3 separate regions of the Sus scrofa genome follow, and all the other regions are linked to region 1. A link is a contact called in public Hi-C and HiChIP or PLAC-seq data. All regions are on one chromosome and are shown on one strand. Each heading gives the region's core, a stretch centred on a gene start, on an enhancer-like site or on the middle of the called end of the contact. The rest is flanking DNA. Distances are from core to core; before and after follow the strand shown. Region 1 overlaps RNF19B (E3 ubiquitin-protein ligase RNF19B). Region 2 holds the start of AK2 (adenylate kinase 2, mitochondrial). Region 3 overlaps AK2 (adenylate kinase 2, mitochondrial).

Region 1 (4,305 bases), core at 908-3,407:
GGACTCAGTGTTATGCAGGGTCCATACAGCGAAACAGCCAGCTTTGCAGCCCTCTCAGGAGGCACACTGAATGGTGGCATTCTTTCCAGTGGCAAGGGAAAATACAGCAGGTAAGCCAATAGGTAATTTCTGACAGAACCACTTGCAGTTATGAGAAGTAACATATCATACTGAGCCATTTTTCTGTGCCAGGCATGTCCCATGTGTCGTCTCATTTTGATTTAATCATCAGTGGTGGGTTTAGCTTTTATAATTAGAAAACAAGGTAGACAGGTTGAGTGACTTATCATAAAGTTCAGTGCTTCTTCCTACTGCACCGTAGTGGCTCCATATAAAGAATAATTTTGACTTCAGATCCTCCCTCTATGCACTAGGCTGCCTCCATCAGGAAGGGAAGCACGCATTTTGGTAGCATTCCCAAGGCTATGCCCTCCATTAGGTTTGTCACTGGCTTTCAATTCTACAGCATTTGTGCTGTATCTTGTTGGCTTATTGGTGCTGTTATCCTTCCTATTCTGATTCCCATTGGTAGATAAGGAGAATCAATTCTATGAACTTGTGTTGAAAATATGTAAAGTTTTATAACTAAAAAGGTTGTGACTTGCTTGGTTTTTTCACCAGTTAGATAAAGCAGAACATATTAAGAGGAGCATAATAGATGTTATATGAGAAGCAATTATTTGAATGCACTGGAGAAGAGAGGCCTAGATAGAAGTACAGGTGGTACACAACAACATAGGGAGGCGTTCCCATTGGGGTGCAGCGGAAACGAATCTGACTAGGAACGATGAGGTTGCAGGTTCGATCCCTGACCTTGCTCCGTGGGTTAAGGATCCGATGTTGCCGTGAGCTGTGGTGTAGGTTGCAGACGCGGCTCGGATCCCACGTTGCTGTGGCTCTGGCATATTCCAGTGGCTACAGCTTCGATTGGACCCCTAGCCTTGGAACCTCCGTATGCCGAGGGAGTGGCCCTAGAAAAGGCAAAAAAAGACAAAAAAAAAAAAAAAAAACAAGGTAGGGAGGTAGGGGAGACACTTGCTTTCAGATATCTGAAGGGCCTAGAACTGGAAAAAAGGATTAACAGTTCTTCCTCTTGCCAAGTGATAGATTAAGATGATCTGGCAGAAGCTGGAGGGAAACTAATTTTGTTTCATTATAGAGAGTATAGGAAAAATCTATATAAAAGTCCAAAGAAAGAATGGATTACCTTAGTAGATGCTGAGCTGCATATTCCTGGAAATGCTGGTTTTTGTTTTGTTTTGTTTTGTCTTTTTAGGGCCACACCCGTGGCATATGGAGGTTCCCAGGCTAGGGGTCTAGTCAGAGTTGTAGCTACCAGCCTATGCCACAGCCACAGCAATGCCAGATCTGAGCCGCATCTGCAACCTACACCACAGCTCACAGCAACGCTGAATCCTTAACCCACTGAGCAAGGCCAGGGATTGAGCCTGCATCCTCATGGATACTAATTGGATTTGTTATTTACTGAGCCACGACAAGAACTGCCCCCTGGAAATGTTTAATATGAGTTAGAAGGAATCAAGCAACAGATGGCACATGCACTGGATCCCACACCTGAGTGCCTGTCAGTCACTTGGGAGCCTTTTAAAAATGGATTTCCTTGCCGTATCTCAGAATTAATAAAGTAGAAGCTCCTAGAGTGGGACCTAGGGGTCTATGTCTTGAAAAGGCTCCCCAGGTGATTCTAGCATAGCCATTGCACAGACTGGCATCTGGGAACCACCTAAGGAGATGGTCTTTGTGAAAAGTCTCTTCCAATTCTGAGAGTGTTTCTGTGGCAGAGCTGACACTAGGACCCAGGTCTCTGACTCAGTGCACTTTAATTTGCACTGCTCCATTTTCCTGGGCCATGGCACATTCTTGAAGAGCCTTTAAGACTAGAGCAACAGAGCAAAGACTCAGGCAGCAGGACGGAGGTTGACTGAATGTGCAGCTGCAGACTGCTGCTGACCTGCCTCCGTCTCATGACTCTGGTTGTCTCTTGTTAGGGGATCCCGCCCCCACATGCTAGAGAATTCACTGCTGTGCTTTCTTAAAACCAACACCCCTGTAAATAAGCAGACAGACATAATGAGAGTGACTTGCTGAAACTGCAGCTTAGCCAGTCCAGCTGTTCCAGTTCTGTGAAAGCCTTTTATAGGAAGTGAATGAGTCAGATGAATTTGACTGTGAAACCCATTATGAGGAAATACTTAAGTGTACAACCAAATGGTGTTAGAGCCAAGAAGGGAAAAGCTCAGAGTTCTCCAAGACACTGTTGAAGTTTACTGCCCTTGTAGGAAGCTGACTCTTGTATGGCCTTTAAGCTCATAGCCTAGGGATAATTTGATGGCTAAATGTTAAAGTTCTCAAGACATGGAGGGCAAAGTGTGGATGAGATGTGGTCTCTCACTTTTTGGAGCTCACAGATGAGCAGGAGAGATGTGCGTAAATTGATTTAATAAATAGGTAGGTGCTATGAGAGCACTTAGCAGGATGTGACTGATTTCCTGGAAGAGAGAGGAGATGATACTTCCTTTATTGTCAAGGACTGAATATTCAGAGTTTGTCATGTAGAGAAAGGGAACTTGGAGAGAGAGGGACTAGCATGTGCAGAGTCATGGAGGTATAAAATGTGTATAGGTGTACAAGGAAAGAAAAAATTCAGTGCAATTATGATTTAGGACCTGTGGTTAGAGAGAGAGCTTGGAGGCAGATCAGGCAGACCTTAAATGCCTGTTGGCAAGAGGGAGCCGAGAGAGCTGTTAGAGTGATCAGGTCTTTGTCGACATTGGCACTGATCTGAAAGTTGTTTTACTTGGACTAAGGGCTACTGGAAAGAGAGCCCAATTGCGGTTACCCAGGCAGGAGCAGTTGCGGGCCTGAAGTTAAGCAGTAGCAGTGGGAATAGAAATGAGGGGACGATTGAGATGGATAAATTTAAGAAAGAAGATGTGTGGGTGTCTATTTGAGTGATTTGACATTTGGAAAAGATCAGATCAACTCAGTTTCCAAGAGAATAATGGAAGAGGTATGTGCCAGGAAGCAGACTGTCTCATATTAACTTAAACGTCCCCTCTTTACACAGGTTAGAAGTCCAAGCCGATGTCCAAAAGGAAATTTTCCCCAAAGACACAGCCAGTCTTGGTGCAATTAGTGACAACGCAAGCACTCGTGCTATGGCCGGTTCCATAATCAGTTCCTACAACCCACAGGACAGGTATGTGAACAGTCAGATGCCTAGGAGAGGTTGCATTTTTTGTGGTTGGGTTTCAGCCTTCAGAAGCTCACTGCTTCTTGTTAGGGCTGTTGTACCATCTAGTGGGATACATAGTGTGTATACCCTGTGAATTCATTGAGCAAGTTCTTGGTATGGGAGTGTTTGGCATCTCTTGATTGTTTCTTAGCACTTGATTTTTAGAGGTTCTTTCTTTTATTCTTCCTTTTCTTTTACATTTTTTTTTCTTTTCTTGGCTATTATAACAGTGTAATTATTCACATGGAACTTAAAGAGCTAGATTGGTATTCACTGATGTCTGCGCGTCTGTGGTTTCTGCTCTCATATTCTTTGCTTGATGTGGCTCCTATAGCCTATTTCTCTGTATTTTTGAGAAGCTCGTGTATCTGGCATGGTGTGATCATAGCACTCCCTACTAGAGAGATCCTGGTTTTTTCTAATTGTGGCAAAGAAATAAAAAGTTACGACTTTTCCTTCACTTTCATATTTTGAGTATAAGATAGTGTAAGACTCTGACCCTTAGTTGAATTTTAGAAGCTCGTTTTTAGTTGCTTTTTTAATAGGCAGAGGTGTATATTTGTGTGCATATTTAAAATCAACAAAAAAAATCTAGTTGTTCTTCTCCATCTTATTTGAGTGTTAGGGTAATTTTATTTTTAAAAGTGAGCTCTAGTCTACTATTTACCTATGTTTTTGGACTTTCTAATCTTGAACCCACAAACTGCTTTTACCAACAGGTATAGCATGACCCATGCATGATTCAGCAAAGTGGATTTTGTCTCCACAGAGAATGCAACAATATGGAAATCCAAGTGGACATTGAAGCCAAACCAAGCCACTACCAGCTGGTGAGTGGAAGCAGCACGGAGGACTCACTCCATGTTCATGCTCAGATGGTGGAGAATGAAGAAGAAGGTGGTAGTAGTGGTGGCAACAATGAAGAGGATCCCCCCTGCAAACACCAAAGCTGTGAACAGAAAGACTGCCTGGCCAACAAAGCTTGGGACATCAGCCTGGCCCAGCCCGAGAGCATCCGCAGTGACCTGGAGAGCTCTGATACGCAATCA
Region 2 (4,305 bases), core at 756-3,255, 90 kb before region 1:
TAACCTTAGCTGCATTCTCTGCTGGGAGCTCCATGCCCGGTCAGAATCACTTAGGGACCAATGATAAAAGGGAAAAGTTGCTCTTATCCCCCCTCGCCTGGTGTCCTGAGCATATTAAACCTCAATAAACGCTGGTCTTTTTGAATTGAAGTGAATTTGGGGCACATAGAGGCTTTCACCAGAGAAAACACTCTTACTCCCCACCCTGACCCTCACCCCCGTGAATCCCGTGCTCTCTTGCCACTCCTAATGTTAATTGTGACTCTGCTACCATGTGGCTTTGAGCTGGTCGCTGTATATCTTCCTGGAAAATGGGCATGGCAACACTGCCTCCTTCAAGGTCAGGAACCTTGTGAACGCCTAGTGTAGGGAATGAGGAGGGATGGGAAATGAATGTTAACGTCTTGTTGAAGTAAAACAGAAGAGGCCAAGCTGAAGAGATAGCAAATTCATTTCCAGGATGTAGAAAATGAGTTGCAGTAAGCCTGTGGGGAAACATAATTATTTCATAATCACTCTCAACTAAAGGTCCAAAGGGCCCTTGGGGCTGGTGGTACCAGGCAGGACCTCAGAAGTTGCTTCATAGGGGGTGTGGATGTAACTTTCATACACTAAAACGTTGTCCAAGAGTTTCTCTCTTTTGGAAGAAATTACCATTTCCCGACTTTAAAAGCTTGATCTGTTTATTATAGAATTCATCACAGAACTTTTTGAAAATATAAAAATGCACAAAGAAGGGGAGGTGCTCTTGTAATCACACTACACAGAGATCATCACTTGTAACTGTCAAAAGTGGGATTTTGTGGGAGTTCTCCTCGTGGTCCAGCAGAAACAAATCCGACTATGAACCATGAGGTTGTGGGTTCGATCCCTGGTCTCTCTCAGTGGGTTGAGGATCCGGTTTTGCTGTGAGCTGTGGTGTAGTCTGCAGACGGGGCTCCGATCCCGCGTTCCTGTGGCTGTGGTGTAGGCCAGTGGGTACAGCTCTGATTAGACCCCTAGCCTGGGAACCTCCATATGCCGTGGGTGCAGTGCTGAAAAGCCAAAAAAAAAAAAAAAAAGTAGGATTTTATTGTAACTGCAATTTTGTCTTTTTTTTTTTTTTTTTTTTTTTTTTTTTTTTTTTTTTGAAATGTCTTGGGCCGCTCCCGCGGCACACGGAGGTTCCCAGGCTAGGGGTCCAATCAGAGCTGTAGCTGCCAGCCTATGCCAGAGCCACAGCAACGCGGGATCCGAGCCGCGTCTGCAACCTACACCACAGCTCACGGCAACGCCGGATCGTTAACCCACTGAGCAAGGGCAGGGATCGAACCCTCAACCTCATGGTTCCTAGTCGGATTCGTTAACCACTGCGCCACGACGGGAACTCCATAACTGCAATTTTGTATCCCAATGTTTGGTGAACGTTTTCCCAGGTGATTAAATATCTTATACAAGGGGGGGATTCCAGTATACAAATTTGTTGCAATTTATTTAACCAAGCTCTTATTGTTGAACGTTTGGGATAGTGCCTTTTGTTTTTGTTTTGTTTTGGGCTTTGGGGATGTTATAAGTGCTACAATTAATATCCTTGTTACACAAATCTTTGCATATATCCTAGATTATGTCCTTTAAATTCCCGAAAGTGGAACTGCTAGGCCAAAGGGTATTTGATACATATTTGCCAATTTGTTTCCTAGGACTGATTCCACCCATTTATAATCCCGCGGGCAATTTTAAAGGACTCCTGGAGTTGCCGGTATCACTAACTGTCAAAAGCCCGCCTAGAACTCCCAACTGGACCTCTAGCCTAGCTTCACGTTTTCCCGCCCACTCCGCACACCCGCCGCGAGCCCCACCCCCGTCCATGATGGCCCGCCCCTTCCTTACTCCCTCACGGATTCTGTCCAATCAAAAGCAGCCTTCCCCGGTATCGTTGCTTGGCCGGTAAACTGAAGTGTCTGTCGCGCTCAGGGGTGGGCGGAGCAGAGTGACAGACGTGGCTACGGACCAGTGTAAGGGGCGAAAGGGGCATGCGTGGCGTGCGTGGCGCGCTGGCCTGGAAACCGTGGAGCTGAGAGGTGTGCTGGAGGGTTAAGCAGTGAGAGACTTCGGCGGCCATGGCTCCCAACGTGACCGCCTCCGAACCGGCCCAAGAGGGTCCTAAAGGCATCCGGGCCGTGCTGCTGGGGCCGCCCGGGGCCGGCAAAGGTACTCAGGTGAGCTGCAGGGCTGGACTTGTCGGCGGATCCCGTGGAACTCCAAGGTCAGGGCGGCCGGAGGTCCTGGTCGCCCCAGAGCCGAGCCGCGCGCAGGCTGAGGCCTGGGGTGCCTGGGGTGGGGATGAGGGAGCCGTGACTGGCGTCTGGGGTTTCGGTAGGTGTTTGGGGGAAGGTCCAAAGTGGAGGTTGGAGAAGTTTGAGTTAAAGTTCTTGAAGGATCCAGGCTTAAGATGTCGTGTTAGGAGCTTTAAAGACTGATCAGAGTCCTGAAGGGATTAGAAGCTGAGATTTGAAGGGTAGGGTGAACCACCTGGGCTGAGGCATGTCGATTACAACCCGAGAGGAGGCTGAGACCCCAGACTCCATGAGAATTGGGAGTGAATTGTCCAGGGTTACGTTCCAGGCATCCGTGTAGGGGTCCGTTTCTGTAATGATTAATGCCTGAAGGTGGAAGAACATCTCCTGCAGGTGGGGAAAAGCGGGAGCTGGCCTGATTAGGAGTATTGCTAAAAGACGTGAGGTATGTCCTGCCTAGCCAGTCAAGTGGGGGAATCTTAATATACAGATAAGAAAACAGGCCGGAAGGGGTCAGGTGGTTTTCCCAGGTTAGCAAAATTGATTTCATGGAGCCTGGAACCTCAGGGCTCTGGGCGATTACGGAGTCTGAAGTTACCTTCTGCTGACTGTGGGGCCTCACTTGGCATCTGGGACCTAGTGGGCGCGTGGATCAAGGTTGGGATTTATGATCTTGTGTAGGATTTGAAAGCCCATAGGTTGAATTATCATCAGTATCCTCTTCCTGCCTGGGGTCTGGCGTTGCCCCTGAGGCCTCAGGTTTTTGCTTGCCCTTCTGAAGAACAGGTTCTTCTTTTGCTTAGGTTCTAAAGAAGGAATCCTGGAAGTCTGAGTTCCTAAGGGAATGGGGTTCTGGGCTCTGCTCTGTGCCCCATCTTCGCTTCCTAGCACTTGCAAAAATGGTAGAATCTTGGCATGTGTCTTACTCTTGGGACTCTTGTGACACCCAGCATATTACTTGGTACATGATGAGGTTATGAGAAATGGATGAAGACAGATTCATGTGGGTGATGAGGAGAAGAGAAGTCTGGGAGATTGAATTCTTTCCTGTGATTTGCTTTTTGGTTCTGGCCACTAGGTCAAGAAATACCACTTGCCCTTTTCTCTCTATAGCCAGAACCTGGGGCTCGCTGTTACCTAATCTCTTATCCTTGGTAACATTGAAGGCTCCTCTTTCCTGCTGCTGCCACCTTCAGTTATTAGGTAACCTGCAGTCTAGGAATGTTTAATCCCAAACTCTATAAACTTTTGCTCTGAGTAACCGAGATAAACAAGGTAGTTTAAATGCATCGATTGTTCATATTGAAGTTAATAATTTCAGTAGTTGTGAAATGGACAGCCCATCCCAGTGCTGAGACAAGGGCTTTGTCGTTTAGCAAGCTTTGCAATTTGTGAGCCTCACTGCTCTCACCTGAAATATGGGGATAATACTTACCTTACTCATTCAACGTTTCATGAGCACTGAACATTGGAGATAAAGCAGTGAATAAGACTGATAAAGTCCTTGCCCCCTAGACCAAAAGATCACAAGGATATTGGAAAATTATATACGTGTGTAAAGCACACCTAGATGACTTGACACATAGTAGGTATTCACTGATTATTGGCTCCCTCATCTTACTAACACATCTCCCCACTTTCTAATTCGGCTGTATGTCAGTGTGAAGGGTGATATATTCAGAAGGGTTTGAAGAAAATTATACCTTTGAGCTGATTTATAAACATGTATATATTATGGGAGTTGGTCAGAGAAGTCTTTGTGGAAGTAGAGGAGAATGTGATTAGAGCTAGGACTTGAGGAAGGATTTACACAAGTCACTTAACCTCTGTACACCTTTCTTTCCATAGTAGAAATACTGGTGGTAATTTTATGGAGTTTAAAAAGTAATGTTTTTGGGAGTTCCTGTTGTGGCTCAGTGGTAACAAAACTGACTAGTATCCATGAGGATTGGGGTTCATATCCTGGCCTCACTCAGTAGATTAAGTATCTGGTGTTGCTGCGAGCTGTAGTGTAGGTCGAAGATGTGGT
Region 3 (4,305 bases), core at 598-3,097, 71 kb before region 1:
AGGCCTACCACACTCAGACTACCCCGCTGGTGGAATACTACAGCAAACGGGGCATCCACTCTGCCATCGACGCATCCCAGACCCCTGATGTCGTGTTTGCAAGCATCCTAGCAGCCTTCTCCAAAGCCACATGTAAAGACTTGGTTATGTTTATTTAATGTTGAGTCCAAAAAGGAATTTCTTTCTTCTTCCTGTCCCTGCTGAGAAAGTGGGTGGGAATGGCAGAGCAGACAGAGGGAAGCTTCCTCAGGCCAGCAAGAATATCATTTGGTGTATTGATTAAAAAGCACTTTTTTCATGTATCTTTGGCATGTGTGCAACTCTCATCTCATCTGTGTGTGTGTGTGTGTGTGTGTGTGTGTGTGTGTGTGTGCGCGCGTGTGTCGGTAAAAGTATGTGTCCACCTCCTACTTTCTAAGTTATGGGCGAGGTTGCTTTACCAGCTGTTTACTTCTGCAGCCATGCTCTTGATTTTATTTTTTGACCAAAATAAACTAACTCAGGTATCTACCAGGCATTCTAATTTCCTGGTATTTATTCCATCTCCAAAGGCTAATTAGAAGTCCAAAGTCACGTGAAGTCAGGCAGGACCATAGTTCCTGATGGCAAACTGTTGGCCAGAAATTCCACTTGTTTTCTCACTCATAATGAAATGCCAACTCTGAGTGTGTGGAAAGGGATCATTAATTTTTTTCCCTAAACAGAAGGGAAAAGGCACATTACAGATTCCAGAAATTACTGAGAGAGGGTGTCACCATAGAAAGAGCCAGGTCAAGTTGGAGTATTTTTATGATCTGCCTCATGGTTCTGTAAAGTAAGAATGATTTGGGACCTGTGTTTGAATACTGAATTTTTGCCAAAGAATTAAACCAGGCGAAAGGTCCTTTTGAATTCAGACTGTCTTCTGAACCTCCAGACTGGGCATCTGAGAGCAGCCAGTCCATTTTCCTAAAGAGAGACCAGGGTAGGCTTGTTTTTATTTTTAATGTTTGCCTCTATTTCCAAGTATGAACAAAGTAGTGATTAGAGGGTGATCTGTTTTTGCATCATTTCAATAAGAATTTATTCAAACTCAGCCTCCCTGCAGGATGTGAAACCCAAATCAGATGTTTTCCTTTAAAACTCAACCCTCTTCCTTCCATGGAATTTCTGTTGTGGTTCAGCAGAAATGAACTCGACTAGTATCCATGAGGACGTGGGTTCGATCCCTGGCCTCGCTCAGTGTGGGTTGAGGATCCAGCATTGTTGTGAGTTGGGGTATAGGTCACAGATGCGGCCCAGATCCCACGTGCCTGTGGACGGCAGCTGAGGCTCTAATTAGACCCCTAGCCTGGGAACTTCCATATGCTGCGGGTGTAGCCCTAAAAAGACAAAAAAAAAAAAAAAAAAAAAAAAAAAGAACTCAACTGTCTCCCTTCCAGATCCGTAATTCATCCCTTACCTCATAATGGTGATGGCTACAGCCTCTCCAAGAAAGGATCCCCCCAAAATAAGATCACCTATGGTGGTAACCTGGCTTTATTCCTAACCTCAGCTCCCAACTATTAAGCATTTCCTGGGGCTCCATGCTGTGCCTTTTGGTCTTGTGGTTTGATTTATGGCAAACAGATGAGTTAATAGACTGCTGTGAGCGACCGCAGAAAATAGCAGCTTCTGGAAAAACCATTAGAAAATCAGTGGCAGGTCCAGTAAATAATGCCACCTGCCCAGTGTATTCTGTTGACTCAGTGCAGTGGACTCTAAAGTGCCCAGTCCCCATCTGACCTGGCTCTCCTGCTGTCTGTGGGACCACCAGAGGGCTTGTCCTCTGTCCACCTGGAAGCTGGCTGTGGGTATGTGGCCATCTTGCGTCCCTCTTTGTCTGCTTCAAGTGAGTGTCTGCTGGCTCTGCTCTGCTTTGTTTTCCTGGCTGTAAACTAACTCCACCCATTCTTAACGGAAACTCAATCTGGCGTGGAATGTTTCTGGGAAGCACATGACTTCTGGGAATGGACAAGGAAAAAGAGTAAAACCAAAACTGTCAGCATTGTAGGGAGCTGGGTTCTCTCTCTCTGGATAAAGGAAGCCTCATGAATCCTGAAATCTATTCCACTTCGACTGGGGACAGTTGCAGGCACTTAGCCTCAAAGATGAGGTCCTCACATGTTTGCTAATTGAGTGTGCATGATCCTTGCTCAAATATTTGTCATCCATCCATATACATTCACATGTGCACACACCCGCGTGTGGTATTTGGACTGCCGGTGAGAACTGGAAGATCGTGGGGGATGCATATGCCCTTTTGGAGGTAGTTAGTATTCCGTTTTTGCTTCGTTTAATTCCAGAGCCTTAACCTGAGCAGGCATGAGAGCTTTCACCTGGCAGAGAGATGTCCAGTGTTTAATGCATTTGGTTGCTGGGGCATGCATGCCAGCCTTCTCTAATATTTACTTGGTTTTTAAAAACCCATTTTGTTCTCTCTTGTTTCCTCTCTATTTCAGCCTAGTAACAGAAGGCCAGGCGAGACTGCACCACTGCTCATCACCCCGCGGCGTGATTCCTGCTCTTAGGTGCTGGGCAGAAGGGAGGGGTGCGCAGGGTAAGGGTGGAGAGGGAGGAGTGCTGAGGGCTCAAGAGGAGGATGGGAAGAGCCCCAGGTGGTAGTGAAGCGATTTCTTTTACATAGAGTAGGAATCTTAAAAATTAGAAACAAAGGGAAAAATTAATTTTTTAAAACATGGATTGGAAGGTGTAAGTAGAAACAGGGAGTTGCAGTATTATTTCTAAGGAATCATGTTTTCATGTACTCTGGACTGGTGACAATGTTTTTTTAAAGCCAGTGTCCTAAGACCTCACTTTTATCAGACCTCATGCCAGCCCAGGAATGCAGGCCATCACACTGCTGTCCTGTCTGTCCTGTAGCTTGGAACAGGGCAGGAGCCGACTGCTCACCCTGGTTCCCCACACTGTGAGACCAAGAAATCATCTCCGCATTTGAAAAAGATACGGGTGTTTTCCTGGGGCCGGTGGCTCAGCAAATCAGGTTTACTGGGGTCATGGGGCAGGAGGGGCAGGCTAGTCTCACTCCCTTCCTGACTCACCTGCCCACCTGCTCTGGCGGGTAATCTCTCTGCCACCACCCAGCATGTGCCACGATCCTACACTCTTGCCTTCCTCCATCCATGATGTGTGAAGGGACTCCTTTTAATAAATGAACAAGTGTCCTAAGCAACATTATCCAAAGATCGTCCTTTCCATCCTCAAATCCTGTGACTGGGATCACTCGACAGCACTGTGATGTATTATTTTCAATGAGGTGCCTTTCTTACCGGTCCAAATGCTGCCTTGTTTGGCCCCTAAATTAATAAAGCGTGTTAAAAGTTTGTATCCCCTGTTGTGGCATTTTTAAAGGGGATCCTGGCTAGTAAAAGGACGCTGAATTCTGGGTCTGACTTGGAAGCCCTCTTTTGTGGTCACTAGAAGCCGTGGGATAGAAGGTCCAAGCATGTGTTGTTAAGAAGAGCCTGTACCCTCTTGACCTTGAACTCATGCAGCATTTTCTTGAGCCTAAGGACAAGGCAGCTTGGGTCCAGTGAAGATAGCACTGTGCCTGGAGTTCAGGGGACGTACAGCGAATCCCAGCCAACCATTTACGCTGCCCCTGTTTCCTCATCTGAAAGAGAGACCGCTGACGCCACCTTCTCAGACTTGTTGGCAATAAATAAAGTTTAGAAAAAGCAGCTTTTTCTTGGTGCCTGGCACACAACAGACACTGGATAAATGCTATGGGGATCTGAATATACACAGAATAATAGCTGCTTCTGCCAGGCTGGATGATTGTTGAGCAGACAGCTGTCCACAGCCTAGAAAGCCAGGGCTTCTAATGCCTGAGCCAGGGTTTGGTTTTTCTTTTGTTTTGTTTTGTTTTTTTAATGTGTTTTGTTGTATAGTTCTAAGCCAGATTTTTGGCTGCCTTTTCAGCTGCCTCTTTAATACTCTTGGTTGCTTCTTTTTAAATCCATTTCTTTCCCTGCAAAAATGAGCTTAAATCATTTGTCCTAACTGAAGCTCTCATGCTCTTTGGAAGGGCGGCCTTTGCCAATGAGGTTTCTGAGAAATGGCTGCTGTTCCCGAAAACAGGGAGCTGGGCTGGAAGCACGGTCATTCTTCAGGCCCTCTTGCTCCGGAGAGAGGCAGAGTTGTCACTGGCACATGAAATCCTGCCCCTCTTCTGCTTTACCACTTCCCCTCCCTCTGCAGAGTCATTTGCAGGTATCATTTTTCAGTGCCTTACTTGCACGGATCTTTTCATCCTCTGAGCTGTTT

The links. Hi-C and Micro-C count contacts between places; a contact is called where the count stands out from the background. HiChIP or PLAC-seq counts read pairs in DNA pulled down with a chosen protein or histone mark.
Region 2: a Hi-C map of liver shows a contact between it and region 1, with 2.3 times the contacts expected there. The contact joins the promoter of AK2 here to the enhancer-like site in region 1. A contact is called at or near these places in 1 of 5 promoter capture datasets (liver), 26 of 47 Hi-C or Micro-C datasets (adipose tissue, alveolar macrophages, blood and 13 more) and 2 of 2 datasets of contacts at active chromatin or transcription factors (alveolar macrophages and skeletal muscle).
Region 3: a contact with region 1 is called in an H3K27ac HiChIP or PLAC-seq map of skeletal muscle. The contact joins two enhancer-like sites. A contact is called at or near these places in 8 of 47 Hi-C or Micro-C datasets (alveolar macrophages, blood, embryonic fibroblasts and 4 more) and 2 of 2 datasets of contacts at active chromatin or transcription factors (alveolar macrophages and skeletal muscle).

What each region holds. Positions count from the first base shown.
Region 1 is chr6:89,226,218-89,230,522 of Sscrofa11.1, reverse strand. It overlaps RNF19B (E3 ubiquitin-protein ligase RNF19B), which reads left to right. Exons shown (of 10, transcript XM_005665197.3): 7 at 1-110; 8 at 3,089-3,220; 9 at 4,026-4,305. Among named protein-coding and RNA genes, the nearest start is that of RNF19B, 22 kb to the left of the region's middle. Within about 2 kb of position 2,157, at least 28 of the 83 cell types and tissues checked have an H3K27ac peak or open chromatin away from gene starts, as enhancers often do. A contact at or near this core is called in adipose tissue, alveolar macrophages, liver and 6 more, where this site is marked.
Region 2 is chr6:89,315,766-89,320,070 of Sscrofa11.1, reverse strand. AK2 (adenylate kinase 2, mitochondrial) reads left to right here and starts at 2,005. Exons shown (of 7, transcript XM_021095843.1): 1 at 2,005-2,198. The coding sequence starts at 2,100.
Region 3 is chr6:89,296,418-89,300,722 of Sscrofa11.1, reverse strand. It overlaps AK2 (adenylate kinase 2, mitochondrial), which reads left to right. Exons shown (of 7, transcript XM_021095843.1): 6 at 1-132; 7 at 2,481-4,305. The coding sequence ends at 2,485. Among named protein-coding and RNA genes, the nearest start is that of AK2, 19 kb to the left of the region's middle. Within about 2 kb of position 1,847, at least 21 of the 83 cell types and tissues checked have an H3K27ac peak or open chromatin away from gene starts, as enhancers often do. A contact at or near this core is called in skeletal muscle and subcutaneous adipose tissue, where this site is marked.